6 separate regions of the Mus musculus genome follow, and all the other regions are linked to region 1. Evidence: chromatin contacts called from public Hi-C, HiChIP or PLAC-seq and promoter capture Hi-C data. All regions are on one chromosome and are shown on one strand. Each heading gives the region's core, a stretch centred on a gene start, on an enhancer-like site or on the middle of the called end of the contact. The rest is flanking DNA. Distances are from core to core; before and after follow the strand shown. Region 1 holds the start of Ell2 (elongation factor for RNA polymerase II 2). Region 2 has its middle 190 kb from the start of Pcsk1. Region 3 has its middle 250 kb from the start of Pcsk1. Region 4 has its middle 280 kb from the start of Pcsk1. Region 5 has its middle 260 kb from the start of Mir682. Region 6 has its middle 210 kb from the start of Mir682.

The links. Promoter capture Hi-C pulls out the DNA fragments that hold promoters and counts their contacts. A called contact is a pair of places that touch in the nucleus more often than the background predicts. HiChIP or PLAC-seq counts read pairs in DNA pulled down with a chosen protein or histone mark.
Region 2: a contact with region 1 is called in an H3K27ac HiChIP or PLAC-seq map of extraembryonic endoderm stem cells, with 10 times the contacts expected there. The contact joins the enhancer-like site here to the promoter of Ell2 in region 1. A contact is called at or near these places in 7 of 39 promoter capture datasets (the 3T3-L1 cell line, 3T3-L1-derived adipocytes, the C10 cell line and 3 more), 1 of 15 datasets of contacts at CTCF or cohesin (pro-B cells), 1 of 484 Hi-C or Micro-C datasets (3T3-L1-derived adipocytes) and 8 of 115 datasets of contacts at active chromatin or transcription factors (the 230-238 cell line, bone marrow-derived macrophages, embryonic stem cells and 4 more).
Region 3: a contact with region 1 is called in an H3K4me3 HiChIP or PLAC-seq map of bone marrow-derived macrophages, with 6 times the contacts expected there. The contact joins the enhancer-like site here to the promoter of Ell2 in region 1. A contact is called at or near these places in 12 of 39 promoter capture datasets (the 3T3-L1 cell line, 3T3-L1-derived adipocytes, the C10 cell line and 6 more), 1 of 15 datasets of contacts at CTCF or cohesin (pro-B cells), 3 of 484 Hi-C or Micro-C datasets (the G1E-ER4 cell line and bone marrow-derived macrophages), 8 of 115 datasets of contacts at active chromatin or transcription factors (the 230-238 cell line, bone marrow-derived macrophages, large pre-B cells and 2 more) and 3 of 9 other capture datasets (bone marrow-derived macrophages, liver and pancreatic islet).
Region 4: an H3K4me3 HiChIP or PLAC-seq map of the 230-238 cell line shows a contact between it and region 1, with 19 read pairs. The contact joins the enhancer-like site here to the promoter of Ell2 in region 1. A contact is called at or near these places in 7 of 39 promoter capture datasets (the 3T3-L1 cell line, 3T3-L1-derived adipocytes, the C10 cell line and 1 more), 2 of 15 datasets of contacts at CTCF or cohesin (large pre-B cells and pro-B cells), 5 of 484 Hi-C or Micro-C datasets (the G1E-ER4 cell line, embryonic fibroblasts and embryonic stem cells) and 10 of 115 datasets of contacts at active chromatin or transcription factors (the 230-238 cell line, bone marrow-derived macrophages, embryonic forebrain and 5 more).
Region 5: a contact with region 1 is called in a promoter capture Hi-C map of liver, with 6 times the contacts expected there. The contact joins the enhancer-like site here to the promoter of Ell2 in region 1. A contact is called at or near these places in 10 of 39 promoter capture datasets (the 3T3-L1 cell line, 3T3-L1-derived adipocytes, the C10 cell line and 4 more), 1 of 15 datasets of contacts at CTCF or cohesin (pro-B cells), 1 of 484 Hi-C or Micro-C datasets (the G1E-ER4 cell line) and 10 of 115 datasets of contacts at active chromatin or transcription factors (the 230-238 cell line, bone marrow-derived macrophages, embryonic forebrain and 7 more).
Region 6: a contact with region 1 is called in a Hi-C map of liver, with 5 times the contacts expected there. The contact joins the enhancer-like site here to the promoter of Ell2 in region 1. A contact is called at or near these places in 6 of 39 promoter capture datasets (the 3T3-L1 cell line, the C10 cell line, cranial neural crest and 1 more), 3 of 484 Hi-C or Micro-C datasets (cortical neurons and liver), 6 of 115 datasets of contacts at active chromatin or transcription factors (the 230-238 cell line, epiblast stem cells, large pre-B cells and 2 more) and 1 of 9 other capture datasets (pancreatic islet).

The regions. Positions count from the first base shown.
Region 1 is chr13:75,705,804-75,709,819 of GRCm38.p6, reverse strand. It overlaps Ell2 (elongation factor for RNA polymerase II 2), which reads right to left and starts at 2,336. Exons shown (of 12, transcript NM_138953.2): 1 at 2,023-2,336. The coding sequence starts at 2,169. 1700037F03Rik (a long non-coding RNA gene) reads left to right here and starts at 2,663. Exons shown (of 3, transcript XR_873683.1): 1 at 2,663-2,741.
Region 2 is chr13:75,279,807-75,283,822 of GRCm38.p6, reverse strand. No RefSeq gene overlaps it. Among named protein-coding and RNA genes, the nearest start is that of Pcsk1, 190 kb to the right of the region's middle. Within about 2 kb of position 2,117, at least 1 of the 459 cell types and tissues checked has an H3K27ac peak or open chromatin away from gene starts, as enhancers often do. A contact at or near this core is called in extraembryonic endoderm stem cells, where this site is marked.
Region 3 is chr13:75,341,239-75,345,254 of GRCm38.p6, reverse strand. No RefSeq gene overlaps it. Among named protein-coding and RNA genes, the nearest start is that of Pcsk1, 250 kb to the right of the region's middle. Within about 2 kb of position 1,649, at least 5 of the 459 cell types and tissues checked have an H3K27ac peak or open chromatin away from gene starts, as enhancers often do. A contact at or near this core is called in bone marrow-derived macrophages and liver, where this site is marked.
Region 4 is chr13:75,365,317-75,369,332 of GRCm38.p6, reverse strand. No RefSeq gene overlaps it. Among named protein-coding and RNA genes, the nearest start is that of Pcsk1, 280 kb to the right of the region's middle. Within about 2 kb of position 2,017, at least 33 of the 459 cell types and tissues checked have an H3K27ac peak or open chromatin away from gene starts, as enhancers often do. A contact at or near this core is called in the 230-238 cell line, the G1E-ER4 cell line and embryonic fibroblasts, where this site is marked.
Region 5 is chr13:75,382,615-75,386,630 of GRCm38.p6, reverse strand. No RefSeq gene overlaps it. Among named protein-coding and RNA genes, the nearest start is that of Mir682, 260 kb to the left of the region's middle. Within about 2 kb of position 1,805, at least 7 of the 459 cell types and tissues checked have an H3K27ac peak or open chromatin away from gene starts, as enhancers often do. A contact at or near this core is called in hepatocytes and liver, where this site is marked.
Region 6 is chr13:75,437,606-75,441,621 of GRCm38.p6, reverse strand. No RefSeq gene overlaps it. Among named protein-coding and RNA genes, the nearest start is that of Mir682, 210 kb to the left of the region's middle. Within about 2 kb of position 2,346, at least 4 of the 459 cell types and tissues checked have an H3K27ac peak or open chromatin away from gene starts, as enhancers often do. A contact at or near this core is called in liver, where this site is marked.

The sequences.
Region 1 (4,016 bases), core at 1,087-3,586:
TCAGCCTTTCCATATCCCCAGGTCTGTTCTGTTGTCTTTTAATTGGGGGCTTGGCTCCTCTTCTTCCTCTCCTTATGTCCCCTTACCTCACTTCTTCCCACTGTCATTGCTTCCTATGCCCCTGGAACCCACAACCTTATCTCTCCATCTTGCAGGGCTGAGTTTCTCTGTCAGCCTTGGCCCCCCTGCCTTCCTGCCTGGCTTTCCCCAGATGGGCCTCCCACTTCATGCTGGTACTGGCCTCTTTCTTGCTTGTGAACCTGTCTGGAGAGTAGCTACTAGCACATTCAGTTTTGCTATTTGGATCTTTGTGTCTTTATTGGTGGCTCTACACTGCTCTCCAAGCCTTATTTGAGGTCTTCTCCCTGGGTGGAAGGTCTGTTTCTCCATATACTTGCACTCCTCCCTGTTGGCTTCCCCTTAATCTCCACAAAACGTGTCATTACTTTCCACCATATGCTTCTCTGTGCATAACACGTGCCCAATCAATTCTTTGGGAGCCTCTGAGAGCATATGATCTGGATCTTTCCTTTTCTGTCAGGTGAACTCATATACTCCCAAGATGTACACAACTGTTTATGTTCTCTCTGTGTGTGCATGTGTGTGGGAGCTTCTGGAAGCTCTGCTGGCCCAGGTTTCTGCTTCTCACGATGGCTCTGCCTAAGACTATTTTTCTCTGTATGCATTTAAAGTGCCTGGCACTAGTAGGAGCTCAACAGATGTTAGTTCTTTTTCCACTTTTATCTAAGTATGTGAGGTCCGAGTCCCTCTGTGCCTGTTTTATGAGACATATTGGAATATATTCTTTAGTAGGCACTGAACTTCTTGTTAGAAAATCCTGTGGGGTGTAGCTGTTTGTTTCTTTTCTCTGAACAAAATGCCCCTGGCTCTTCCATATGGTATAGTCTTTCCCTTCGACAACATGTCCACTTTCGTCTCCCTACTCCCCCACCCCCTTTTACATGCCCATAATCGGCTTCCTTATACCCCCATCTGGTTAAATTGTCATTACGGTGCCTTTCTGTGCGAAAGTTCCTGGGTTTGGACTCCAGCTACAGGGTATGTGCCTTGGAGCCTCTTCCTCTAGTGGAGTCAAGCGCTCAGAGTATGGGATGAGGCGGAGACCACAGGTTTCTCTCTCTGGGGCCCAGGAAAAGAGCAGAATCTCATCCAGTCAGCCGTCTGTCTCCCCACAACCTTCGGGCTCGCTCCTCGCCAACAGACAGCGAGCCAGCACAGGACGCGGAGCGCCTTTCGGCTACGCGGAGCTTCTGAGAATTCCTTTCCCCAGACCCGGCCGTCTTGTTTCAGGCTCTAGTTGATTTTGAGTCTTCTGGTGTCTCTCCCGGAGATGAGGTGTCGGTTTGCGGCCACTCGGTATGCGGTGTGTCTCCGGGAACCCAACCCACAGAGCTGGAGTCCCCGAGTCCCCGAGAGTGCAAGGTGTGTCCCCCTCCCCCTCCTCGCAGCGCCAGTGTCCCGGCCTTCCCGAGTACACCATGTACACTCTCGCCTGCAATAGGGGTGCCAGTGTCTCCGAGTCCCTGAGAGTACTAGTTATGTCTTCACCCCCACGGAGTGCCGCTGCCCCTCGCTCAGCGACTCAGCCATCCCTCCGCGTTTCCCAGAAAACTCTGACCGCTCGCGGCCTCCGACCCTCGCTTCTTTACTGGTAGCTCCGTGCGCCCCCTCCGAGGGTAAGGCGATCGCCACACTTCTCTCCCAAAGGACCCGGTTCCTCCTCCGGACCAAACAAGCCAGAAACCCCGCGGGCGGCTGTCGGAAAGTCCCGCAGCGGCCGCGCAGCCCCGGCCAGGCCGACCCCGCCACAAGGGGCCGCCCGCCCGCGCCCTCGATCCAGAGGCCCCGGACCGCGGCGTCGGCGCCCGCGGCTGGCCTCGTTCCCTTCGGCGGGTGCGGAGGCAGCAGCGGGAGCCAGCGCCCCACCGGCGCGGCGCCAGGCGCCCGGCAGAAAGATCAGTGGCCGCCGCCTCCCCGAGCGCTGCCCGGCCGGCCGCTCACCTTGTGGCTCTGGTAAGTCTCCAGCGCCCGGATCGCCGTCTCGGTGAGCTTCACATGCAGCACGGTGATGTTGTCCTGCCCCAGCCGCCCGCACGCCAGCCCGTACCGCTGCTCCTCCCGCAGTCCCGCAGCCCCCCCCGCCGCCATCTTAAACTCCCCGGGGTGCCACCGCGGACGCCGCTCGGGCTCCAGCCTCCACTGCGGCCGCGGCTGCTCGGGCTCCTGCAGCCGCCGCCACAGCTACGGCCATCCCGCTGCTGACGTACTGTCATATACTGCGCGCAGCTAGACCTCGGGCTTCCACAGCTGCGGGCCGCCCCACCCTCGAGCCCGCACCCCGCCCTGGACTCTGTTCATTGGTCTGAATCCCCACAGAGCCTCCCTCATTGGCTGCTCTTCACCTCAAGGGGGCGGGGCCCAAAGTCGCAGGAGTTTTGCTCTCAGGACGGGACGTCCGACAGAGGAGAGGTTGACGTCGGGGTGACGCGTCGAGTTAATCTTATCTGACGTCATGTCTCGTCTTGGCTCTCCTGCGGCGATTGGCTGGACCGATTTGGGGCAGAACCCTGCTAATTGGGTGTCAAGGTTACCAAGTGAGCCTAAGTCGGAGCCCCGCCCCTTGAGAGGTAATAGTGGACCGAACACATAGGTCAACCTGTTCTTGCGGTACGAAGTGAAGATCCCCATTCGGTAGGGGTGAAGGCAGGACAGATGACCAAGTACGGATTTTGTTTCCTGACAGCTGCACAAGCTTTGGGTCTTGATATGCTCTGTGGTGCAGACACCGTAGGCTGTCTCAAGAGAGCTTTTCCTTAAAAGGAAGTTCAGTACTGGGGTGGCACAAAGGTTTATTTATTTGTTTGTTTGTTTGTTTGTTTGTTTATTTTTAATTCCAGACTTGAAATTACCAAGTCAGCTGTAGTCTTCAGTAGTTGTGTGAGACTGTGTGGAAAACTTAAGCACAAAATTATACCAGTGCATTAAATGTGTTTTGAGTGGTGGTCATGATACAATAAATAGAGTTGGACCTTAGAGTCTTTCAAAATCAACTCATACATGTATGTGACTTCAAAGGAATAGAATATGCACTGGAGCTCATCATATGATCAGGGTTATGCCTTTTTATGGGTCATGGGGAAACCATACTGTTCGGGGTTTCTTCTTTCAAAGGCCCTTGAAGAGTATAACTGACCTTGAGGTAGGTAAAAAGAAACAATGATACCACCCATTCTCTGAGTCTTCTTTGAGATCTGTGTCTTTCATTGGTTTTATTTAGGCTAGGAGGTCTTACTGAGTTTAAATGGAGGAGGTAGAGGCCAAAGTGTAAGGAGGCTTGGCTTAGTTTCCACTTCAGTTTACACTGTGTGTGGGCATGGCTAAAGGAGGGTGCCTACAGCAATCCTCTTTAAGCTGTGTGCGGATAGACTAGATAGGTTTCCCCTGAGAAGGTCAATTAATTGGCTGATCAGAAACACAAGACAAAAAGCAAACAATTGCCAAGTTGAGGCTGGGAGATTGACTGTGGAAGGTAGGTTCTAGGCCCGCCTGGGCTTCAAACCAAGCCCTGTCTCAGAAAACAAGAGCAAAAACTAAACAAACAAACAAACAAGTGAAAGATTTAAAAGCAGGGATAGGCACTCTGTACAAATATCCCTTTTTGGCCGGGCGTGGTGGCACATGCCTTTAATCCCAGCACTCGGGAGGCAGAGGCAGGCAGATTTCTGAGTTCAAGGCCAGCCTAGTCTACAAAGTGAGTTCCAGGACAGCCAGAGCTATACAGAGAAACCCTGTCTCGAAAAACCAAAAAAAAAAAAAAAAAAGAAGATATCCCTTTTTGTTTTAAAAATCGAGACATTCATTATTGTAAAGCCCTACCATCGTCTTTCTGGATTTTTTTTTTTTTTATAGATATTTACATGGTATTTTTCTAGCTTTTAAATACAATTTGGGCTATAATTGCCTTTAATTCTATATTCACCCCACACCTTAGTAAA
Region 2 (4,016 bases), core at 868-3,367, 430 kb after region 1:
GGATATTTGAGGATATGAATATGAGGATATTTGCTTTACTCTGTTCATAGCAGACTTATTTGTAATAGCCAGATACCCCTCATCTGAAGCATAGATCCAGAAAATACGGTTCCTTTACCACTTAAAACGAGGACATCATGAATTTTCCAGTCAACTGATGGAACTAGAAAATATCATCCTGACTGAGGTAACCCAGACCCAAAGGACATGTCCTTTTGGCTGATAAGTGAATATTAGTCAAAAAGTCCAAAATACCTGGGATACAACCCATAGGCTGTAAGAAATTTAACAAGCAGGAAGGTCAAAGTGAGGATACTTCAATTACACTAAGGGGGAACAAAATAATCATGGGAGGCAGAGGGAGGGAGGAATCTGGGTGGGAGAGGGATGAAGGAGCAGAAAGAGGGAACAGAATCAGGTATTGGGCAGAGGGCAGGAGAGATGCCCAGATTGCCAGGAGAATGAAGAAATATGCAGGCTCTGGGGGTGGGGGAAACCTCTAGGAAGTCCCAGAGACCTAGGAGGTAAGAGACTCTCAGGACTCACTGGACCTTAGCCAACATGCCCAACAATGGGGAGAGGAACCTGGAAGAGTCCACCTCCAGTAAATAGACGTGGCCTCAATTGGACAGATGGGGTTACCAACCCACAGTCAAAATTTCTGAACAGAATTGTTTCTGTCTAAGAGAACTTTGAGGACAAAATGGAGAAGACACTGAAGGAAAGACGGTCCAGTGACTGGCCTAACTTGGGATCCATCTGGTGGCAGGCGGGGGTTGGGTGGAGTGGGTGGACCAAGGCCTTACACCATTACTGTGCTTACAGACAGGAGCCTAGCATGGCTGTCCTCTGAGAGGCCCAACCAGCAGCTGACTGACACAGATGGAGATACTTACACCTAACCATTGGATTGAAGTCAGGGACCTCTATGGTTGAATTGGAAAGGATTGAAGAAGCTGAAGAGAAGATGACCCATAGGAGCAGTCTCAACTAACCCAGATCCCTCAAAGCTCCCAGAGACTGAGCATACATGGGCTGGTCTGAGAACCCTGGCACATAAACAGTAGAGGATTGTCTAGTCTAGCCTAGGTGGGAGAAGGTGAACCTAATCCTCAAGAGACTTGAGGACTCAGAGAAGGGGGATGCCTGGTGTCAGGGTTTGACATGTGAGCACCCTCTCGGAGGCAAGAAGGGGGAGGAATGGGATGAAGAACTGTGGGAGGGGAGATAGAAATTGGGGGCAGCATCTGGAATGTTAATTAATTAATAAAAATAGCTCCAGCATCTCATCTTAACCTAAAGCCTTCTGTTGGAATAAAGCTACTGATATAGGGATCACCCTTTTCAAATAGATTAATTTTAATCTGCATCGGAAATATCTAGGAGAGAGTATATTCTAAATCCTAATTATAATATTCCTTTTTTTATGTTTTTGGAGTAAACACTTTCTTTTCCTTTACCCTGTAACCCTCTGCAAGCTGAGCATAATTTCTTTTTATGAATTACTTGGTGCTTTATTCTGTTCTGGATTAGGAGAAAATGAAATTAAGCCATATTTGTGTTACATATTAAATATTATCCTTTGATAGTGGTTATCCTCAACTCATCTTATATAATTTCTTGAATAATGTTAAAAGCATACTTTGAGTGTTTGTCTTTGAACAAAGAGAATAGAAAATCCCTTCTTTCTTACCCTGGGTTGTTACAGCTAAATTATATAGTGAAGCTGGAAAGCTCAGCACAGTCTTTGTTTTCACATATTAACACCTCACCTAAAAGCTGACTGTAAGAAATGCTACCAAAAAGATGGCTAAGAAGACTTACTCAGTTCCACACAACTAAGGCAATGGAGTGCAGATTCATTTAGATATTCATTCTATTAGCCTACATCATTTTAAACGTGACATTTCCTATTATGTGGAGTCTCTTACTCCATTCTAAAACATCTTGAATATCCCTTATGTAGTTTCTAGCTGCTGTTAGGCAGCTGAAGTAAAGAAAGAATCCCCAAGTCTGTCTAACAGAGATAGGGTATTGCAATCTATTGTGAAGGGACAAAGGGCATGGATGGGCTCTGAGAACTTGTTTAGATAACCATCCTTCGCTGCTCCCTGTCTCAAGAACACAAGTTAAAGGAACTGGTAAGGTGTTTTTGAAGAGGAAGAGCCTCTAGAGAGAGGGCCAGGAAGTGCACTATGGTGTGACCTGATGTTCCTCTTATTTGCGACAGTAACCAATACTATCTACAATGAACTGCCCTTAAAGTTTAACTGCATCACCAATCAAACAGTGGGCATGAGCTGGACCTAGACCCCCTGCACTTGTGTAGCAGATATGCAGTTTGGTTTCCCTGCAGGTCCCTCAACAACTGGAGTGGGGGCTGTCCCTGAATTTGCTGCCAACCTGTGGATCCCGTTTCCCTAACACCTTGTCAGGCCTCAGTGAGAGAAGAAGCCTGTAGTCCTTCATTGACTGATGTGCTAGGTGTGTGTGTGTATGTAGTACTGAGGGGGTTAAAGGTTGTCAGAGGAGAAGGGAAGGGAGGGATGAGGGAGGAGCTGTGAGAGGAGGGCTTGCTGGAAGAGGTAGGATGATATCAGGATGTAAAGTAAATTAATTAATTAAAAAAATTAACAACCCCCAAATTAATTTCTCATAAATTTGCTTCTCTGAAAGAATTTAATTTATCCAAAGTAAGGAAAAACCTTGCATTTTGTTGTTTAACACTAAGAAGGCTAGATGTCAAGATCAAGATCACATAACTTGAAATTCAATTTAATAGTCTCAACATGAGGACAAGTATTTTTCAAAGTAATTGCTGTTATCATTTCCATGGCTTCAGTCCATTCCACTTTCTGGATTAACCTCATCTCATGGTTTAGTTCCTTTGCAGTTTGTTAGGAGAAAATAAATTTGTATATAATATAAATACTAAAATAAACAGTAATTTAACTTCAAGTATTAAGTATTTTCTGGAATATTCTCTCTTCCTAAGGTCCTTATTTAAAATTAATCAACTTATATTAAAACCCTAACTTGTTTTCTCATTTCCAACATCAAACTTGGCTTTTTTTTCTTTAACTAAAGATCCCATTCAAGTGGTACAGCTCCTTTCCTCTTTTGTGTATGTGGTTTTCCGTTTTTTGTCTTTTTTCTTCTTCTTCTTCTCCTTTAGCTGTTTTCTTTCACATGGAATGACACAGGATTTTTTTTTCTTTTTTTACCAGATGAACAAAATATCTATTCCACCATTTGCAGGCCTAAGTGAGAATTCTTTCAGGATCATTCTCCCCATTCCTTTATGTCTCATCGTCTTGCCTTCCTGACTAGCATATGAGAAGACAGAGCCTCTGTCAACCTCTACCCCAGTGTGAGCATTGCAAACACAAATAAAACATTGTGGCTTCAAAGAGATGGTGAGATGCTGATTACAAAGGAGTAGTCCTAGGACAATATCAAAATCCCTCAGTTCCTATTCCATGATATAAAGTGAAATTCTTCATTCAAGGGACCCATCAGATCTTTGCTTTACCAAAATGTGAGGTGATGAGAAATGAACTCATCAAGAAAATGATTGGGAAAAGTTATATATATGTATGTATGTATGTATGTATGTATGTATGTATGTATGTATGTATGTATGTATATATATACACATACACACACACATATATCACTTTATATATATATATATATATATATATATATACCTAAGCATCCTTCTCTGCGATATTAAGTGGCCCCCCTGAAGCCTCAACTATATATTGAACATAAATATTTTGAATTGAAACTTGATCTACTTTTATTCTAGATTCTGTTGAAAATGCTGATGTATCTAATGAAATAAAATCAAATTTATCTTAATTCCTGATGCAATCAAGTTGACAACGAAGTTATCACCACATTAGGTAAGGGCGTGTATCTAGAAGGGCAAATATTAAAGTTTTAACAACTCTAGGGTTTGTGCAGTTTCTTGATTGAAGTCATCACACAAAGAGAATTTCGCCATCTTTGGC
Region 3 (4,016 bases), core at 400-2,899, 360 kb after region 1:
AACACATAGAGCTCATCTCACCTCCCTTGTATGTGTCCCTTTACAGAACTGGGTACGCCAGAGGTCACTTTCAAGTGGCTATACAACTAGGTTTTGATGAATTTATATGGGAAGTCTGCTGGATCTCCTCGCTCTTAAGAAGGAAAAGTAGAGCTTGGTAGAATTACCAATCTATCTATCTATCTATCTATCTATCTATCTATCTATCTATCTATCTATTTTCTTCACTGATTTTTACATATTTGAATGGAAATATGAAGATTAGTTGATATCTTGAAACAATGAGGTAGCAAGACACAGGACTGAGAAGGGAAAACAGTAGGAAAAACGAGATTGGTTTATTCATGACTACAACATCCATGATATCAAATCTAGAACATCCTGCCTCTGGAGTTCCTCTTAATAATGAAGAAGTAGCTATTTTAAGTAATATAATGTTCAGCAAATTTTATATGTCATGCTTACAAAGTTAATTATAGCCCATGACTTCAAATTTACCCAGCATGTTCATTTAAGAACAAGTAGATAAAATTACATCAAAAGGAAATTCATTGCCATCTTCTGGCATCTTTAGACATTTGCACACATGAACATACTTTCACACATGCACATGTACATGTACATACACATTTACACAGAAATAAAAATAAACCAAGTCTCATATTTAGAAAAAATTAAGAATCAAATAATAATACCTCAAAATACATGAACTAAATCTTCAAAAACTATTTAGAAATTTAAGTTTTATTCTGGATTTACCAACTCCGTTTGCATAATGAAAGCTTCACTCGATTCCTTGTCTTTGCTTTGAAACAATCGTTTTATTGTACCATAAAATCTAGGGTTGAAAAGATATACAATTAGGCTTTAAAAAAAGATCTATCAAATCATTTATTTGTGAATTGAAGAAGTCCGTTCAGGACCTTTGGAAAATTCCACCAGACGCCTCCTCTCCTGGAAGAGAAAGTTCATGTAGCACTTAGGTACCCCTCCCCTCCAGAAGGGAAAGGGTAATTACCTTCCTCAGATAACAGGGGGTGGAGGGCACTGATCTTTGGCCACTTGTGTGTATGGGGGGGGGGGGGGTAAGGGCAGAGCGTGTACACACATTGTGGACTGACTGTTGGCCACCTACAGACAAGTGAAGTCCTTGCCACCTCATTCCCTAAACCAATCAGTTTAAAAGTCACACTGTTCTGCCAATCACGTTGTGCCTAATGGTTGCTGCTCTGAAAACTATAAAAACTTGCTGAATGGGCTGAGTGGGGTTGTTCTCTCTCTCTCCTTCCTGTGCAGGATGACCACAGCATGCTGGAACAATAAAATTTGTCTTGCTTTTGCATCCATCCCTGGCTGAGTTGTTTACTCAGGGGGTCTCTGGTAAGTTAAGGCTCCTCAGAGTTTTACAGAATGAGCTTCCAAAAATTCTATAAGGAACACAGCTGATGATTCCCATATACCATAGAGACAAGCGAATATGAACACAAGTCAAATAACATTTTCAGAATCACTTCTCGTTCGTTATTTAAGGGATGCTGCAAAAAGGCATTTTCCACATTTATCCTTCAATCTGTTTTACATCAGGACATCACGTGGCTATTGTGTGGCTGTCCCCAAGCTTGCTTGGTTTAGTGTTGCAATGCCATGGAGTAATGATTAATATTGACTGTGAGCTTGACAGAACCTAGAATCACTGAAGAGATAAGACTCGGCATATCTGTGAGGGGTTCTTTAGATCATATTAATTTAAGTGAGAAGACCTACCCCGAGTGTGAGTAGTATCCACAAGCTGAGGGCCTAGATGAAATAAAACAGAACTCTAGTGGGGCGTGAACAGTCTTCATTCTGTGTTCTGACTGCAGATGCAATGGTATCACCAGAACTATCAATGAACTGCACAGTGGAACTGTGAGCCAAATCAAGCCCTCAGGTTGTTTAGTCAAGGTGTTTTATCACAACCTGAGACACATAACTGCTGCTAATGGCTTAGCTTGGGAAGGAGATAGGATTTTCATGACAATGGCAGCAGTATAAACAAAGCAAAGCTTGAGGGAAGCAGGAGAGGTAAATGTCAGACAGTGTTCCCTTCCCTTCCTACATTGGTAAACACTGCAGTTCTGGTGGTGGACTGCTTTATAAAATGAGTAGGTTCTGTTGTTGCACAGGGTCTGAAATTTATTGAGTGAATAGTTTATTGCATTAAATTGTTCATAGTAAACATTTTATATGTGGTTATAGTGTTTTGAAAGGAGGGAAAAATAGGTCAGTACTCAGAGCCCCAGTTTTCACTCAGGAAAATTGAATTGGGAGACTTTTCTTATTCATAAAATGTGGAAGCTGAAAGGGAAAACAGGGTTTCAAATATCTGTGGTAATATTTAATAATTTTTTTCTTGTGAAGTTCCTTTGATTGGATTTCAATAGTCTTTTTAAAATCTCTGTTAAACCTTTGTTTTCAAATGTCCTATTAAATGATACTCCTTTTTAATCTCTTATGTGTTTATAAAAAGATTTTAAAAAAAGGGTACGTTCTATGGAGGTGTGATGAGGTATGGGGGAAGGGGGAACCTCAGTGGGCCCATGCTGAGGTATCCCTTCCCCCGAAGGGACCAGCCACATGACAGTGTACTATAGAATAGAGTTTATTAAGGGCATGGGCAGGGGAGTTAAGAGGTAGTAAAGGCAGAGAGAGAGAGAGAGAGAGAGAGAGAGAGAGAGAGAGAGAGGGAGGGAGAGGGAGAGGGAGAGGGAGAGGGAGAGGGAGAGGGAGAGGGAGAGGGAGAGGGAGAGGGAGAGGGAGAGGGAGAGGGAGAGGGAGAGGGAGAGGGAGAGGGAGAGGGAGAGGGAGAGGGAGAGGGAGAGGGAGAGGGAGAGGGAGAGGGAGAGGGAGAGGGAGAGGGAGAGGGAGAGGGAGAGGGAGAGGGAGAGGGAGAGGGAGAGGGAGAAACTCAGAATACCCAAGATACAATTTACAAATCCCGTGAAAGTCAAGAATAAGGAAGACCAAAGTGTGTATACTTAGTTCCTTCTTAGAATGAGGAACAAAACACCCATGGAAGGAGTTACAGAGACAAAGTTCAGAACAGAGCTTGAAGAAATGAGCATCCAGAGCCCGCCCCACTTGGGGTTCCAACCCATAAACAAGCACCAAATCCAGTCACTAGGCAGATGCCATCAAGAGCCTGCTGATAGGAGCCTGATATAGCTGTCTTCTGTGAGGCTCTGTAAGTGCCTGGCAAATACGGAAGTGGATGCTCACAGTCATCCATTGGATGGAGCACAAGGTCCCCAATGAAGGAGCCAGAGAAATACTCAGGGAGCTGAAGGGGACTGAAGCCCCATAGTAGGAACATCAATATGAACTAACGAGTACACTCAGAGCTCCTTGGAACTATACCCCCAATCAAAGAAAACACATGGTGGAACTTGTAGCTCTTGCTATATATGTAGCAGAGGATGGCCTAGTCAGTCATCAATGGGAGGAGAGACCCTTGGTCCTGTGAAGATTCTATGCCCCAGTATAGGGGTATGTATTGCAGGACCAGGAATGGGAGTGGGTAGGTGGGGAACAGGGGGAGGATGGAAGGGATAGGAGATTTCCAGAGAGAAATCTAGGAAAGGGGATAACATTTGAAATGTAAATAAAGAAAGTATCTAATTAAAAAAAAAAAGAAAGCAAAAAACCCAATCAAAATGGGGTATATAATAATTTTATATGTACTATAAAATTATATAGATGTGTGTTTTATTTATAAATGTATCTATATTTTTAACAACTGAAAATTGTCATATTCATATTCTTTTATTTTGTAATAAAAATTACATTTTGAAAATATTTTGACCAATTAACATATGTATGTTTTACATATGAATACATTGTTATATAATTAAGTCATTGAAACAATAATACCTGGCACAAAATAAATATAAACTTAATACTATTGTATATTTAATTAAACATTTTTGGCTGTTTTTATTTTGCATGACACATAACAACCAATATATAATGCCAAAGAA
Region 4 (4,016 bases), core at 768-3,267, 340 kb after region 1:
TCTTAAAAAGATCAGGAATTCAAGGCCCATACCTAAACATAATAAAGGCAATACACAGCAAACCAGTAGCCAACATTAAAGTAAATGGAGAGAAACATGAAGCAATCCCCCTAAAATCAGGGACTAGGCAATGTTGCCCACTCTCTCTCTACATATTCAATATAGTACTTGAAGTCTTAACTGGAGCAATTGGAGCAATGGCTATCCTACCAAAGCAATCTACAGATTCAATGCAATCCCCATCAAAATTCCAACTCAATTCTTCACAGAGTTAGAAAAGGCAATTTGCAAATTCATCTGGAATAACGAAAAACCTAGAATAGCAAAAAGTATTCTCAACAATAAAAGAACCTCGGGTTGAATCACCATCCCCAACCTCAAGCTGTACTACAGAGCAATTGTGATAAAAACTATATGGTATTGGTACAGTGACAGATAGATCAATGGAATAGAATTGAAGACCCAGAAATGACCCCCTACACCTATGGTCACCTGATCTTTGACAAAGGAGCTAAAACCATCCATTGGTTTAGTTGCCCACAGCTACACAAACGGGGTTCCTGAAAGGGAGGCTGGGGCTGTATGGGAAAGAGACAGCGAGAGAAATAGGAAACCAAGACAAAGATACTGATCAAGGCCCCTTGTTTCCAGCCACTCTATGTGGCTGCCAAGTGTGAGTTATCCTTGAGTGTATCCAAGGAGGTGATTAAACAGCTGCCTTCTAAAAAAAAAAAAAAAAAGAGAGAGTCTGAGCCCATCCCCCACCATGCCAGGCTCTCAATGCTTTGTCACCTTGTCACCAGGCTCTCTTCACTCTGTTACCAGGCTGTTGCTTATTCAGGATTGCCTCAGGAAGACAGGTTCAGCCTCTCAGCGGGTAGCAGGTAGCGTTGTCTTGCAGAAAACCGCAGTTATGACAGAACAATAGACCTATCTAGGTCTGAGGACGCTACCCTAGGTGGGCTAGCTGACAGTGGCAGAACAGGTCTGCGCCAGCCTGCTCAAGGCTAGGGGAGGCTATAATTCCTCTCTAGTTATTTAATAAAAAATTAGCTGGACTGGGGTATAGGCTCCATGGTCCTGCCTGGGAATTATGGTGGCTTGTGCCTGTGCCTCTCTTAGGACTGAATCTATTGGACTTATTCTTATCTGTCCTGGAGAATACATGCAGCTTATATGTATTTATTTGCACAAACACGGCTCTTTGGTGTTATTATGAACAAACTTCTTGCTTTTGCTTCTTGGCACATGCCTCTGTCTTAGATTGAAATAAGCCATAGATACAGTGGCCCATCCTTGGCTGCTGGCCCTCATTGCACACCCTTTTCCCAATCAGAGGAAAGCCACAATATACACTCAATGCATCTCTTCATATAGCTGAATTTCTGCCATCTGCACTTGCTGAAGGTGATCCTGCATGGAGGTAACCGACCTGCTTGAAATGCAAACCCAAAGTTGAAAGCAACATGATTAAGTTTGTCTGTCCATAAGTCCAGGTACTCTATTCAGTTGCAAATTAGCAATGATAAAGCCCAAACTCTGGCCTCCTTGTGTGGGGCAGGTGACTTTGAGAATCAACAGAAAAGCTGTTACTTCTCATGTAAATAGGTTATGCTCCAAGTTAACTCTGCTGGCTAAAAGGTTTTTAGCTATCTTCATAATAGGACTCTCTAATATTGGATTTATTACTAGAGCAGTCCATGATTGAGTCAGAATAACTGGTCACATTAAAGGAAAGAGAAGAGTCATTATAATTCCTGTTGGAGTCCGCCAAAAGACCCTCACTAACAAAGACCACAGAGATCGACATTGCTGCAAACTGCAAGAGGTTTTTTTATTGATCCAATGTGTTGGGGACCCCCCTCAGTATGCAGGCAAGAAGAGAGACCCCAAACAAAGAAAGAACACACTTTTTATTCATTGTAAGGGGCAGATTTAGGCAACAGGGCTAGCTGGCTTTCTCTAATGGTGCAGCAAGTAACCCTTTCAGGCATTGGTTGGTTCTCATAGGGTGACTACCTTTGGCCTAGTGACTCACTCTGCCTGCCCTTGTGGTTTTTCTTGGAATTTAGTGTGAGGCAGGGCAGAAGAATTTTTCTGAGAACTGTTATTTTTGTTATGGTTATTTTTCCAAGAACAGCTAATCTTGTTTTGGCAGCTGTAGACTTGGTAAAACTATATAGTTTGGAAAGTCCCTTCAGAGGGGGAAGGGGCTAGGTGGTCTTGAATTTATTTTGGATTCTACACTCCTCCTTTTGATTAATTTTTCGAAGTCGGTTTCCACAGTCACTTATGTTCTCTGTCCCACAGGTTAAAAAGCTTGAAGCAAGGCAGCTTAGCTTGTCTAATCTGGGACAAAGCCAAGCAAAGGTGGGTCAAGAACCCAAACCCAATACAGCTTTCTTATCACCATTGTCAGGGCACTAAGCAAGCTCACAGATCAGTCTGTCACACGAATCATTCTGGCAACTGCCATGCTCCTACAGCATTCTATGGAAAAAAACACAAATGTGCCCTCTTCCCCATATTAAATATATGATCAGGATCATGCCATATACCAATAAGTGGATCCTCCATCTCACCTAGGCATGAGTATGCCTAGTGTTAAGATACTGTAAGGCACTTAACAAGGAGTTCTTTGGCATCCAATATTTTAAAATTTAAAAAAATAAAAAGTGTGATTTAAATAATGTACATGGGGATATAATTTCCCCCTTTATTGTTTTTAAAGAAGATATAATTTTAAAGTTCCACAATACCCTGTCCTTGAGAAATATAAAAAAATCTCAGTAACATGGGTAACATTAAATTGTTCACAAAACATCTCAAATATTTGACTTTAATAGCCAGTTCCAATATCTGTTTTAATCTAATTTGGAACACCAAGAATACAAAAAATATTAAGATAGGCCATGACTAATTACACTTTTAGTTGCTTCTCTTGTTAGAGCAGTTGCAACTAGAAAGCCTGAAAAGGTATCAATAGTCACATGTGCATATTTTACTTTTTAAAAATCAGAAATATGAGTATTCATTTGCAATAATTGATTAAGTATAAGTCCTCAAGAATTAACACAATTATATTGAACAGGTAGAAACTGAGGACAATGAGAACAATTCTTTACAATTTGACATGCACATTCTCTAAAAAATACCAAATTATTATCTCAAGCCACTACTATTTTGATGATGTAAAGAATGAGATAATATGGACAATTATTCTTGTGTAAGGCCTATAATCTGTCTGGGATGTAAATTTGGGGTGGCATTGTTTTAAGAGGTCTTGTCCAGGCAATTTAGAATGAGTTCTTAAATGTCCAAAGACAGTCCTTTAAAGGAACAGTATTTTTTTTTCTTAACTTGAGTTGTATATGAGTAAACAATTGCAAATTTAAGAATTTGTAGTATCTAAGAAATAACCAATTTCAAGCAATTGTAAGCCCTGAGCTATAGCTATGTATAGAGAGACAATCAAGCTTTAATTTGTATATACATATATATCGACTATTAGTATACAAATTAAAGCTTGATTTTTTCAACATTTCAAAACACAGGCTACAGCACACAATTCAATTATCTGTGCTGAAGCAGCAGGTAACTCAAAAGAATAAACATGTGATCCAATCACATATACTTTTCTCCCATAGAAGGGCTGTTTTTAAATACAGTAGATGTATTCTTTATGGGATGCATGCATGCATGCATAAATTTACAGAAAATACAAAAGCATGCATAGAAGCAATCTTATCTTTTGGATAATGTTTATCAATTTTACCTAAAAAGTTTGCTATGCAATAGGCCAAATATCAGTATTCTGTAATAATCAATTTAATTGCTGTTTCTAACAAGGAACAGATGCCTTGTCAGGTTTTTTTTTTTTTTTTCCATTTTTTATTAGGTATTTCGCTCATTTACATTTGCAATGCTATACCAAAAGTCCCCCATAGCCACCCACCCCCTCTCCCCTACCCACCCACTCCCCTTTTATGGCCCTGGCGTTCCCCTGTACTGGGGCA
Region 5 (4,016 bases), core at 556-3,055, 320 kb after region 1:
AATTTTCTTTGTGTGTTTTTTTTCTAAGTATGTATGAAATTATAGTCTTGAACTTGCCTTTTTCATACACAAATGAATCATTATAAAACCCAATAATTATCCCTGAGGGAAAAACCACATTGAGCGAAAAGCCTCAGACGTGGAGTGAGGGTGTTGGACAAGAAGATATCATCCCTGAAACTGTGGAGACATTTACTTCCAAGGGTCAGTGAATCACATTTTTAGGACCTGAAACTGGTTTTCAGAATGTTACACTATAGTTTACCTGAAGCCTTGTGTTCTGTCAAGCTTATTTTGCACATACCATACAATTCCTGGGGCTAAAATTGTTGTCTTCAGCATAGAGTTTTATTCTGATAACACAGAAGTTGTTGACTGTTCTACTTCTAATGAAAACTAACCTTTTACTCTCCTATGTTATATTACTATAATGTGATTAGCATGTTTCCTCATAAGCAAGAGTGGAGGGGAGAGAGAGATAGCACCTTTATATTTAAAGATCGATATATAGTTTTCCACTCATAATATTGAATATAGATCTTCTGTTCTTCAGAAAGAATTTGCTATTTGTGTCTGAAGTTAAAGAACTTCTATGCTTGGCTCTTGTGCTGTGACAAATATAAAGAAAAAAAATTTGCAGTCTAGAGAGGGGACTCGGGTGTTAACAGCATTGGCTGTTCTTCCAGAGGACGCAGGTTCGATCCCAAAGAACAAAATGTGGCTCATAACCATATCTATCTCCTGTTCCATGAAATCTAATAATTACTTCTGGTCTCTACAGCTTCTGCAAGCATGAGTTGTACGGATTCATCTAGGTGAAACACATAAAAATGGACAAATCCTAGGAAAGCTTTTTAAAAAGAATAAATTGCAGCATATGTACCTCTTTAATAAGAGTAGAATGTCTTCCCTTTTCTTCTGGCAAACTGATAAGAGAGACTCATCTAATTACACTGAAGCAAATATAAGTGAACATATCTTCAAATAATGTTTTTTCCCCAAGTTAGTTATAATATTAAGTGGATCAATGCTTTAGATAAAAGGAAACCTCCCATTAAATATTGTGTATATTTTGGAATGTTGGTTTCTATTTAAAAATCTATCTTGTACTTTATTTCCAAAATGAGACTTAAGGACTCACATGATATAATAAGGAAATAAAAAACTAAGTCAAGCATGGTGGCATGTACTTGTAGTCCTAGACCCTGGGGAACAGAGATATGTAAATAGTCTAGGCTATACAATGAGACTATGTCTCAGAAAAACAAAACAAATAAAACAAACAAAAAACAGTAAATGAAAACATTAGGATTCTTTAAAAATATTTAGAATTGTGGCTTTTGGTGAAAAGAAATAGAACTGTTTCTTTGGTAGTTATTTTTAGACAATGCCTATTTTAACCTTAACATCCTAGTGGAGCACAAACGAAGTAGTGTCATCATCTCCACCTACAGTAGACTGAACTTTCAGCACAGGTTACATAATCTTACTGGGAAAATGTGAGTGCTGTTATTTCTCCCTTTGTTTGAGCATTCAGTGAACTTTACTCTTCCCAGGCTTGGCTGTTTGGCAGACTTTTCCTTCCTTGTTCAATAACTTCTTTTTAAATGTAATAATCCCTTTAGAAAGGAGTTTAAACTTTAATTAATGTTACTATTACTACTAATTATGATAACAAATGAAGCCACTACAGTCCTTGACATGTTTATGAAACACAAAGTTTAAAATAAAACAATAAGCTTTGTGGGTTGTAGCTGAGTGCCAGTGTGGTAGTCATGGGTACTAGGCTGTTCTGCAATCATAGCACAAGGCTGTACATTCATAGACCTCCCATACCTGTGCTCCAAACGACAGCTTTTAGTCTTAACTGCCACCTCCTTTCCAGTTATTCTATTGGAGAGAATGTCATGGGGTGTCAAATACCCCTCCAGAATGATTAAGAAAGAAACCAGTACCCCTCTCCACGGGAGAGTCTACTTCCTATCTCATCAAACTGACCGTTGTTCAGGCTGGGGAATTCAAAGTCAGCACATGGTGGAGTCCAGGTCACCACCATTTGAGTTAACGGAAAAGGAACCTGGGAGACTGGAACACATTTCTATGTGCTGTACTTATCAAGAAAAAAAGTGACAGTTGGAAGTCTTTATACTTAGAGACCATCCCAAGTATTCAATAATACGATAGGATAAATGCACAGACAAGTATTCCTTCTCATGCCTGCTCTCTGAGAGTCATGCCATAGAAGCTGTAAGATACACAGGAAGTCATTCAGCACCAACTCTATTGATTGTTAGAAGCTAAACAGGTACTTTCCTCTTACACCTCTAATAGTATGTGTCAAGACTGCTCTACTCTGACATCAAAACCCCCTTTCATCACTTATGAACCCTGTGGATGAGGGAAACTGCTCAGCTCTTCTGTGGCTCAATTTCCACGACTCTTTAAAAGGGGTTGTTGGCATCCACAACATAGAAGTCGCAGTCTCAGGGAAGCCTCAAGTTCAACATATTAAAGGAAAGCTTTTTTTTGGACTAAAAATACCACAAACTTCAAGGAGCTTGAGGCAGATCCACATCTACTTGTGGCTTTGCAAAGTCATGTCATAATTAAAAGAGCATCAAAAGGCACAGCATTCCAGAGAGTAGCAGGCAGCTATCCAAATATTTTGAGTCAGGAAAAAATATTAGTGGATTTCACTGTAAAGACATTTTTATAATTATCTCTGATAGAATAAAAGAGCTTATTGGTCTAAAGACTAAAAATTTTAAATATCTTAAAATATGAGCTTTAGTTTGAATCTTTTTTAAACAAAAAATGTCATTTGACAAGATTTTTCTCTTTAATTACTCCTTTTATTTTTGAGATTCTAACATAATTATATCATTCCCTGTCTTAGTCAGGGTTTCTATTCCTGCACAAACAGCATGACCAAGAAGCAAGTTGGGGAGGTAAGGGTTTATTCAGCTTACACTTCCACATTGCTGTTCAATACCAAAGGAAGTCAGGACTGGAACTCAAGCAGGTCAGGAAGCAGGAGCTGATGCAGAGGCCATGGAGGGATGTTACTTACTGGCTTGCTTCCCCTAGCTTGCTCAGCCTGCTCTCTTACAGAACCCAAGACTACCAGCCCAGGGATGGCACCACCCATAAGGGGACCTCCCCACTTGATCACTAATTGAGAAAATGCTTTACAGCTGGATCTCATGGAGGCATTTTCTCAACTGAAGCTCCTTTCTCTGTGATAACTCCAGCCTGTGTCAAGTTGACACACAAAACCAGCCTTACATTCCCCTTACATTTCTCCTATATATCCTTCCTGATACCTTTCAAATCCATAGCCTCTTTTTTGTTAATTGTTCTTACATGCATATATGTTTATGCATATGTAAATACAATTTGCTCTGTATATCATTTACTTGCGTGCATATTTTCAGGGATGGCTATTTGGTATTGGACAACTAATTAATATGCTCTTCCCTGGGGAGGACAATTTCTCCCAGTCATTGCATTCCTTAGTTGACCGTAATTCTTTGTGAGGTCTCATGGACTTTCTCCCATCCACATTAACTTGTCTATGTTATTGTTCTTGTTCAGCTCACGTTTAGGTAGTCATGTTGGTCAGAGATTATGGGTATAGCTTCTAACATTTCTAAGAGACACAGTGTCATAGCAAACTCCACGATCTTCTCCCAGCTCCAATCTTCACTCAGATTGCAGGCTCTTTCCTCTATCTTTCCACTCCCTCCACTTTAATGTCCCCTGAGTTTAGATGTCGAAGTTGTTTTGTAGCTATATCCCTTGTTCCATGACTCTGCATTTGCATTGTAATTTTCTGTAATGTATCCATCTATCATTCAAAAAGTTTTTAAGCCATCATTATATGTCAAATATTACATTCGAGCCGGGCAGTGGTGGCACATGCCTTTAATCCCAGCACTTGGATGGCAGAGGCAGGCGGATTTCTGAGTTCGAGGCCAGCCTGGTGTACAAAGTGAGCTCCAGGACAGCCAGGGCTA
Region 6 (4,016 bases), core at 1,097-3,596, 270 kb after region 1:
TCCCTCTAAGGTGAACAGTCTTCTCTCTTGGTGTATAGCCCCGTGGATGTGGGCTGTGGCAGGCATACCTGCTATCCCTGTAGATGTTAATTTTCTTGTTCATCCCAAGTTCCAAGGCCTTGGTGGAGGCAATTAGCTCCAGTTTCTATGCTGGCATGCCGGGCAGGTAGAGGTTCTGCCCAGATGACATTTGTGCTATCCACCACAGCAGCACCCGCTTCTCTCTAACCTTCATGGAGAAAACTGCTCCTGTCTGTAAACCCAGTAATCTTGGCTCTTAGCAGGGTCAGTCAGAGAGGGTACTCCTTCTTTTGGGACAGTTTGTTGTGGGCCATAGGGCAGGAAGTGTATCTGGGCCCCCATCTTGGAGAGTAAGTCTTGCCCCAACAGAGGGTAGGGGCAGTCTGGGATGATCATAAATGAATGGGATACCCAGCCCATCCCTAGGTCCACTGTTCTTTGGGTAATCCATGAATATATTTTGGTGCCATTGACTCCTTAAACCCAAGATTCTTTTCTTGGAAATGGGGCCATTGGCTTGAAGGAAGACCAAGTGTTGAGTCCCTTGTCCACCAAGAATCAAGTGGGTTTTCCCTCCACTCTCAGAGTAACCCTGAGTTCGGGGAGGGGTTCCGAATACTGTCCTCCCTAGTCTGTCTTCCTCCAGGGCTAACACCTTTGCCATTTGGGGGGCCTTTCCCAAGGCCGGGAATTTCTTACCCCCAGCTTCCATGTATTAGGGCACTCTCTGGCTCAGTGGCTCCTCTCCTTGCAGTATGCACACTGGTCTTTTTCAAGGGGTTTTCTGTCTCTCTTTGTCTGGAGTCTGTCTTCTCTTTTTTCCCTAACTACTGTAGCCAAGATTCTGTGTAAATTCCTTCCCTGTTGCTTTTCTTTTTCTTTAATCTTCCTTTCATCTTCTTACTTTCTCTTTCTTTGCTTTTCTTCCTCCTCTGTCTCCCTGTTATGGTAGACTTTTCTCAACAACCTGCACTGCAAAGAACAGTAGACCTAGGGATGGGATGGGTATCCCCTCAACGACTTATCCTGTAGTCCCTCTAACCTCTGAAGATTTTTCCTGATAGTCTACTAGATTGGTCTATAAAAGCCACACTCACAGTAGCTTTCTGTTCCCTGCTGCTGGGATCATAGGGTGTATACTGGTGGATTGCCTCTATGATCCACTCTAGAAAGGCTGTCGGCAGCTCATCTAGTCCCTGCTTAACCTCACGTACCTTGGTCAAATTTGTGGATCGTCATGCACCTGCCAATGGAGTCTGGTAGTAGACCTTCATGTGTTCCTTACCTTCTGCCAAATTAAAGTCCCAGTCAGGTCTAGTCAATGGAAACACACTGTCAACAACAGCCTGCTCAATCGATGGTACCCCCGTGTCCAAAGGTGCATTCTTTCTGGCTTCTTGCATTATTCTCATTCACTCTTTAGTCATGAAGAACACTCTCATGAGTTGTTGGATATCATCCCAGGAGGGCTGATGAATAAATAAAGCAGTCTCAAAGAGATTAATCAGCCCTTATCTGGGGGCGGGGGAGGGGGGGTTGGGCCTTGCATTTGTACAAGTCGGCTAAAGAGAAGGGCCAATATTGAATTGCCTCGTTGCCCTTTTCTAGAGGTCCTTATGCCCTCAGCTGGAGAGCCATCATGGTATCAGGGTAGGTGGCTCTCAGACTCTGGGTCCCCATAGTGGGGCCCGGAAGTTGGGGGTCTCCTCCTGCTCCTCCCTCTGGTAAAGGGAGATATAATGGCTCTGGTTCTGTATGGGCTAAGGATCCTGGAGCCAGTGCTGGCACTGGCAGGACCATGGGGACAAGGATAGGGGGATATGGAGGAGGAGCAACAGGTCCACTGTTGAAGGGTCTTGGAGGATCAACTTGTCAGGTCTGGATTCCTCCTCCCGTGCTTCCTTTTTCCTGATGGCCAGAACCTGAGAGGTAGGTCTTGGGGAAAGAAAGGCTTTTATCCATGGGGGTGGGGGAGCCCTCCACTAGATTCTTCCAGGTAACTATATAGGGCACTTGGTCTGAGTGCCTGAGGGATCCTGGCCTAAAGACTCTTTCTTCTACTGCTATGATCACCTGCAAGTCCAAGGTCCCTATGGGTGGCCAGTCTACTCTGAAGGTGGGCCATTTGGTGAAGCAGAGAATAACTAAACTTTCCCTTCTTTACTACTACTTACAAGTTTTCTCCTCCAATGGTTAACTAGGATGTTTAATGTCCAATGTCCAAAAATGTCATCAGTCAAAGTCCAAGAACACAGAATGAGATAACCAACACTAATAAACACAGAGAAAGACAATCAAAACACAGTTCGCCCCTTCCACAGGCAGTTACAGACAGTTTGTCCCTTCTACTGACACTGAAACCAGGATATAGCAAGACTTAGCTCCTGCCAGTACTGTCTTGCTGTTTCCAAAAGGAGCAGCGTCCTCTTGACTCCTTCTGGGGGTCAGGGTGGGCCTGAAGCACCCTCCAGACTCCCTGTGGTCATGATATTAAGGCACGTCTGCCTGCCACATTTGACCACACCAGACACCGTAGTCTCTCCACCATCACCACCCTGCCACTTGCAAGCAAACTGAAAGTTCAAATAGACTTACAAACTCAGACTTTGACAAACAGCAAGACAGACGAGAATCGAGATATTTGATTGAGCCGTTCCTCCTATTCACCACTCTCAGGTGTGTCACCCACATGGGGTCAATTCCTGGCCAATGCACCAACTGTAGCTCCTGGGGACCCCACCTTCCCCCAAAATGAACCATGTGGAACCAAAGATCAATGCAAAAGCAAGGGGACTTTATTGTTCCAGAGTGCTGGGGTTGTCCTGCATCCAAAAGAGTGGAGCAGACCCCGGGCAGCTGGTTTGGCCAGTTTTTATCATTTTTCAGGGGTAGAAAAGAGAAACAGCTACTAAGCACAATGTGATAGGCAGAACAGTGTGACTTTTAAACTAATTAGTCCTTAGGGAATGAGGTAGCAAGGGCTTCCCTTATTTGCAGGTGGCCAATGGTCAGTTCCCCTTGTCTTTCTGAGGAATGTAATCAGCCCCTCCCTTCCAGAAGGGAGGGGTGCCTATGTGCCTCATGACTTCTCTCTTCCAGGAGGGGAGGGGTTCTTTGTGTTGGGGGGGGGGGCTGGTGGAATTTTTCAAAGGTCCTGAGGTGACCTCTTTAAAAGCCAAACAAGCAGGGAAGACCAAGGCATTAGGGTACTAGGAGCCATGAGTAAGAACCGGTTCCTGGGTCCCTTCCTGAGAGTGACATCATCAAAATGAGTGGTGTGTTTCTGAAGAGCATATAATTGTCCTTAAAATGATCCCCTTTCCCTATCATAAATTACAAAAATAATTATTTATTAAGTAACTTAAGAAATGCTTAATTGTGTAAAGCAACATAATAAAACATGTGCTCCCTTTACACCTTGAAGTGAATGCTTTGTTCTGCTATTTATTCAGCAATTTCACATCCTTTTTTAAACATTCTGGGTAGATACATACACATTGCATGTTTGTTTTAAGCTCAAGCACATACTATAAACTATTTTAGGAGGGTATGTTGTAAACTTACAAAATATGTACTTCAAACTTACACTTTAATATATATTTTAAAATTTCACTAAAATTTAGTACACTGTTACTTCCCCACTTCACATTTGTTTTCTATGCCTTTTGTAAAACAGACTTTATTTTATTTTTTCCCCATTTCTTATTAGGTATTTAGCTCATTTACTTTTCCAATGCTATACCAAAAGTCCCCCATACCCACCCACCCCCACTCCCCTACCCACCCACTCCCCCTTTTTGGCCCTGGCGTTCCCCTGTACTGGGGTATATAAAATTTGCGTGTCCAATGGGCCTCTCTTTCCAGTGATGGCCGACTAGGCCATCTTTTGATACATATGCAGCTAGAGTCAAGAGCTCCAGGGTACTGGTTAGTTCATAATCTTGTTCCACCTATAGGGTTGCAGATCCCTTTAGCTCCTTGGGTAATTTCTCTAG